2 separate regions of the Sus scrofa genome follow, and region 2 is linked to region 1. The links are chromatin contacts, called in public HiChIP or PLAC-seq maps. All regions are on one chromosome and are shown on one strand. Each heading gives the region's core, a stretch centred on a gene start, on an enhancer-like site or on the middle of the called end of the contact. The rest is flanking DNA. Distances are from core to core; before and after follow the strand shown. Region 1 overlaps LOC100521322 (a long non-coding RNA gene). Region 2 overlaps SRPK1 (SRSF protein kinase 1).

Region 1 (3,040 bases), core at 238-2,737:
GCAGGCAGGCCCCGATGGTACAGAACCTCATGTTCCAGCAAAAGAGTTGACCTTTATCCTGGAGCAGCCAGAAATCCAAGCAGCCTGATGGCTCCCTACAGCCTAGGAGCCCTGGGGGCGGGGGCTGGGCCAGGCCCAAAACATTCTCTCGAGTCCCCATTAACCCACATTTATTGCCCTTTGGCTCAGCAAGGCCTGAGGGAGAGTCAGACACTTAAATATAATGCTGTTTCCAAAGCATAAGCATTCATTCATTCATAAATGCTTAGCAAGCTCTGATGTTCGCCAGGTGCTGCTCTGAGCACCAGGGATGGGTCATTGAACCTCACAGAGGTTCCAGCTCTCAAGAAACTACATCCTTGGCCATTGGGGAGAGAGGGTGGGCCAGGCCATAAACAAACAAACAAAACAAATAAAAAAGATAATTTCAGATTGTGCTAAGTGCAAAGAAAAATAAAACAGTGATGCAACTGCAAGAGATGGGATGGGCTGAGTAGTCAGTGAAGGCTGCCCTAAGGACATTTATGTTTGAGCTGAGACCTTGTTGACAAGAACAAACCCATGTGTGAACATCTGAGGACCTTGGCTTCTAGGCATAGGGAAAAACAGGTGTAAAGGCCCTGAGGCAGGACAAATCTTGGTGTTTTTCAGGTTTAGAAAAAATGCTGGAGAAGTCGCTGGCGGCCTAGTACGTTAAGGATCTGGTGGTGTCACTGCTGTGGCTTGGGTTGCTGCTATGGTGCTGGTTCAATCCCTGGCCCTGGAATTTCTGCATGCTACAGGTGTGGCCCCCAAAATGCTGGGTTCGAATTCATTATTCCCCAGCACTTCTATGCGAGGATTATTGTACCCATTTTGCAGAGGTGGAAACTGAGGCTCAGAATGGTTAAGTTCCTTGGCCCGTATCATAACTAGTAGTACAACTTTGGGCCCTAAGTCCGCTGCTCTTTTTCCTACCAAAGTATCCTATACAGCAAGCCTGTGTCCTAAATTATTTAGGAAGGTCCAGTTTTTCCAAAATTGTATCATTGCTCTCTGGCCATTCAGCCTGGACCTGGACGTTCTCTGTGTCCCAGATCATGACTCCAAGCCCTGTCTCTGTCGTATTCACAGTGGCATCCCAGGATGAGTATTTCATCACCATAAGCCTCAGTTTCATCATCTGTAAACAGGGAGAATAATAATTCCAGTGTCATGGGCTTGCTGAGAGTATTCAATGAGGTAATCCGTGGAGGGTCAGTACAGTGCCTGGAACGGGGCACACATGCAGCAGCCCATGGTGGTTCTGCTGCAGCTGCAGAGTGGTCCTGCCACCAGGTGAGGCCTCTGAGGCTTGAGGCAGGCAGGGGAGCTGTGGGAGAAGAGAGCAGGAGTGTGAGGCCAGGAGGGCCCCTTCCCTTCACGCAGCCGCTGGCTCCTCGTGCTGGGATCCCACACTGACACGTCTTGTACTTCCCGTTTCCAGGGAAATTCCTTGCCACCGGACCGCACCCGCCCTTGAGGACCTCCCCGATGTCTTTGGGCAGAGAGGAAGCCAGACGGAGCTGGGGACTGTGAAGTGACAATCCTCAGCCCTGTGTGTGCCGGGAGCCCCCCGAGGGCTGCAGAGGAAGCCTGGTGTGGGCTTGCTGGGGACAGAGCTCTTCTCAGAGGAGGCGGGGACCCGTGGAGTACGTGACTCCTGCCCTTCCAGCCTGCACGCTCCAGTTAGCAGGACAGGGACCCCTCCCCACCCATCCCCAATCTTCACAGGCTTCCTGCTCTGCCGGGAGGCCCTGTCACCACGCTCACACGTGCGCGCGCGCACACACACACACACACACACACACACACACACACACACACACTCACCCTTCCCTCCTAGGCACCCCTGAGAGGACCAGCTGCAGCTGGGGGTGGGGGTAGGGAGAGTGCTGCCAGGGTGCTCAGATCCAGCCTCTTTCTCCCACCGCTGCCTCCCCCCCAGCTGCTGAGCAGCTTCTAGGTTTAAAGCAAAACACCATGATTCCCGTCCTCTTCCTGCTGCTCTGCCGGCACAGTGCACAGGGGTTATTTTTAGCAGGGATGCAGGGAAGGCACATTGGTCCTGGACTTTCACTGGGGACATCTCGACCCCAGGCTAGACACGGCCTGGGGAGGCCGGCGCGGAAAACCCCCCTCCCAGAAAGGGGAAACGGGTGTGTTTTCTGTTCCTTCAAATCACCAGAACAGGAGTTGCAGAGTCAAGCTTGAGGTTACACTGATGGGAAGTTCTAGGCTCCAAAGTTCACAGGCTACCCTCTTCCCTGGTCTCTGTGTCCCCGTAAATCTGGGGAGCAGGAGGTGCCTGGAGTCGTGAGGCGCAGTGCGTGGGTATTGGGGTCCAAGGAGAGCTGATCGTTGACAGCCCTGTGGACCACACGCAGGCACCAGGCATTCTGGGTGGTATTTATGCCAGTACTTGCTTTATAATTCATTAAACTGACCGTGTCTGTTCTGTGTACTTCTGTGAATGTGTCTTTTATGCTGGCGGTGCTTTATTAAGGTATAATCTACGTACAGTAAAATGAATACATCTTAACTGTACAACGTGATGGATTTTGACAAATACACATACCCGTGTAGCCATCACCTAGATAAAAGCTTTGAATGTTTTTGGCACCCCTACATTCCCTCCTGCCCCCTCCCAGTCAGTCCACACTCCAGAAGTGACCAAGATCTGATTTCTTTTCCTGTCTTTTTTTTTTTTTTTTTTTTTTTTTTGCTTTTTAGGGCCATGCCCACGGCATACAGAAGTTCCCAAGCTAGCAGTTGAATCAGAGCTGCAGATGCCAGCCTACACCACAGCCACAGCAATGCCAGATCCAAGCTGCATCTGCAACCTGTGTCGCAGCTTGTGGCAAGGTCCGACCCTTAATCCGCTGAGCAAGCCCAGGGGTCAAATCCACATCGTCATGGATATTAGTTGGGTTCATAACCCGCTGAGCCACAATGGGAACTCCGCAAAATCTGATTTCTATCACCCATAGATTAGTTTTACACATGCATGCACATGTGTGTG
Region 2 (3,040 bases), core at 161-2,660, 110 kb before region 1:
GACCTTTTTTTTTTTTTTTCCTGTCTTTTTAGGGCCATACTCACAGCATATGGAAGTTCCCAGGCTATAGGATCCGATCAGAGCTGTAGCTGCTGGCCTGCACCACAGCCATAGCTACGTGGGATCCGGGATCCAAGCTGCCTCTGCAACCACAGCTCACAGCAGTGCCAGATCCTTAACCCTTTTGTCTCCTGACATACTAAGCTAGTCTTATTTTCTAATAATTATAAATGTAATTTATAAGCAACTGTATCATTGATTTTGCTCTTGATTGTGGTGCTGCCCTTCAATCTCAAATGTCCTTTCAAACAATCAGTTTGATCTAAGATGTCAGATTCTGTCTACATATGAGCTTGATGGCATTCTCCCTTGACTTTTTTTTCTCTTCTATGACTGTCTGTGCCTTTGAGAATAGATTTTGCAGGAATTGTATTTTGCATATTTCTTTGCTAATATTGATAATATAATGGGATAGATTAGGAAACTTACACTCATGTTCCAGGTGGAAGGATAATATAGATATGTACTCATATACTACAGAAAGCTTGTCTTTTTATGTTTTGAACTAATTTACCTATTGGGTATGTGTGTTTATGTATCAGGTCTAGTTTGGAATAGAGTTGCCTAAAGATTAGAGATAGTTTATATTTAATTATGTGTATTTATCATCTGATAAATTTAGGCACTCAAATTTTGTTTCAGTGTTGCCAAACTCTAGCTCCATTTTAGGATTACTAAACTGTGATTGGTACTTGAGTATGTCTTAGAAATTAAATTCAGTTTGTCAGTTTGCAAAAGAAAGAAATTATCTGTCAGGAAAAATACATGTGGAAAAGGTTATAGGAGAGATTTGGCATTTATTGAGCTTTACTGCATGTAGATGCTATAACTTAAAACAGCATCTAATTAAATTTAAATTCATATTACATACTCCAGATGGGATACAAAGATGACTTAGAGTGAGCCCGGAGTTTTCTTATGCTGCAGCAGGTTAAGGGTCAGGCATTGTCACTGCAGTGGCTTAAGTTGCTGCTGTGGTGTGGGTTTGATCCCTGGCCAGGAACTTCTGCATGCCATGGGTGCAGCCAAAAAAAACCCCCAAAACAACAGAGTGAGCCCTTCCCCTCAGGACCTTTTAAGGGAGATAAGTACACAAATATAATTATCTTCCAGTCTCTATTAGTTTGCTAGGGTTACCAAACAAAGTACCACAGTCTGGATGACTTAAACAATAGAAATTTATTGTCGGTCAGTTCTGGAACCTAGAAGTCTGAAATGAAAGTGTCTGCAGCGTTGGTTTCATTCTGAGGACTGAGGGAAAGATCTCCTTGAGGCCTCTCCCCTGGCTTGAAGGTGGCTGTCTTAATGTGTCTCTGCATCGTTTTTCTTCTGTGTGTTTCTCAATCTGTGTCCACATTTCCTCTTTTATAAAGACACTAGGGAGTTCCCGTTGTGGCGCAGTGGTTAACGAATCCAACTAGGAACCATGAGGTTGCGGGTTCGGTCCCTGCCCTTGCTCAGTGGGTTAACGATCCGGCGTTGCCGTGGGCTGTGGTGTAGGTTGCAGATGCGGCTCGGATCCCGCGTTGCTGTGGCTCTGGCGTAGGCCGGTGGCTACAGCTCCGATTCAACCCCTAGCCTGGGAACCTCCATATGCCGCGGGAGCGGCCCAAGAAATAGCAACAACAACAACAAAAGACAAAAAGACAAAAGACAAAAAAAAAAAAAAAAAAAAAGACACTAGTCATATTGGGTTAGGGCTCATCCTAATGACCTCATCGTAGCTTGATTACCTCTATGAAGATCCTATCTCCAAATAGTCACATTCTGAAATACTGGAGGTTAGGACTCCAATGTATGTTTTGTGGGGGACACAACCCGTAACACAGTCTCTAGAAGATAGTTCTGTGATTAGAACAGTTCTTCATTTCCCAAGGCAGAAAGAAGTAGAAGACTGAAGTTTACATGTTAAGTAAACTATAGTTTCTAAGATGTTTTTTCCAGCCAGATTTTAGTTGGTCTTTTGAAGCCAGAGTTAAAAATTTATTTCTAAGACCCAAACATATCACTTTCAAATAAGTTCTTCCTCATGACTTTCAGTTTTATTTTTGATTCATTCCAGATAAAATTCTAGCACTCTCACCTCTTTAACTCATGTGTCACAACCCTGTTTAAAATTGTGTTAACATACTCTGTCCTCTTACCCTACTTAATTTTTCTTTATAGCCTTTCTCATAGCCTGACGTTACAGAACATGTGGCTCCCTGAGAGACATTGAGATAGGACTTTGATGGGACTTTGCTGTCCCAACTTAGCTATTCACCAGCAGAAACTCAAGGACCACGTAGATTCAGGTAAATTAGGGCTATTTTTTGTCACCTTGTGCTAGCATGTCATCATCTTACCCTCACTAATAGTGACTTTTTTCTCAAAATTTCTTCCTTTTTTTTTTTTTTTTTTTTTTTTTGGTTTTTGTCTTTTTCTGACAGACATTTTTCATTTGTCTGATGTTCATTGATGGACATAATGTGTAAAAGCGTGGCATTAGTAAAATGGGCAGTTAGAGAAAGCCAAGACGATGCAACAATCAAAAGGAAACTTAAAACTATAAATGGTGTCCTTAAAAGAAGGTAGTACATCATCGAAATAATGCAGAGGTCTAAGAAAGGAACGTTCAAAGCCAAAAAAAAAAAAAGGTATGGGAAATAACAGTAGAAACTTAAAAGACAACGCAAGTTAGGAAGATAAATCTAGAGAGTAGGCCAGTGGACCTAGTATGGGGGGAGGGGCCAGTTCTAGAGTAGACAATATGAAGAGGATTGAATTTTCAGTGACGTGTAGGAAATTTTCTCAACTGAATAAATCTCTAGTTTGCATGTACATAGAAAGTATTTAGCAAGGTAGAGTTTTGGGGGGTTTTTTTTGTTTGTTTGTTTTTTGTCTTTTTACCTTTTCTAGGGCTGCTCCCGAGGCATTTGGAGGTTCCCAGGCAAGGAGTCTAATCAGAACTATAGCCACTGGCCTACACCACAGCCACAGC

Evidence for each region. HiChIP or PLAC-seq counts read pairs in DNA pulled down with a chosen protein or histone mark.
Region 2: an H3K27ac HiChIP or PLAC-seq map of alveolar macrophages shows a contact between it and region 1. The contact joins two enhancer-like sites. A contact is called at or near these places in 1 of 5 promoter capture datasets (fetal liver) and 1 of 2 datasets of contacts at active chromatin or transcription factors (alveolar macrophages).

The regions. Positions count from the first base shown.
Region 1 is chr7:31,573,193-31,576,232 of Sscrofa11.1, reverse strand. It overlaps LOC100521322 (a long non-coding RNA gene), which reads left to right. Exons shown (of 3, transcript XR_001297829.2): 2 at 652-782; 3 at 1,466-2,482. Among named protein-coding and RNA genes, the nearest start is that of ARMC12, 8.8 kb to the left of the region's middle. Within about 2 kb of position 1,487, at least 27 of the 83 cell types and tissues checked have an H3K27ac peak or open chromatin away from gene starts, as enhancers often do. A contact at or near this core is called in alveolar macrophages, where this site is marked.
Region 2 is chr7:31,684,776-31,687,815 of Sscrofa11.1, reverse strand. All of the region lies in intron 2 of SRPK1 (SRSF protein kinase 1), which reads left to right. Among named protein-coding and RNA genes, the nearest start is that of SRPK1, 15 kb to the left of the region's middle. Within about 2 kb of position 1,410, at least 3 of the 83 cell types and tissues checked have an H3K27ac peak or open chromatin away from gene starts, as enhancers often do. A contact at or near this core is called in alveolar macrophages, where this site is marked.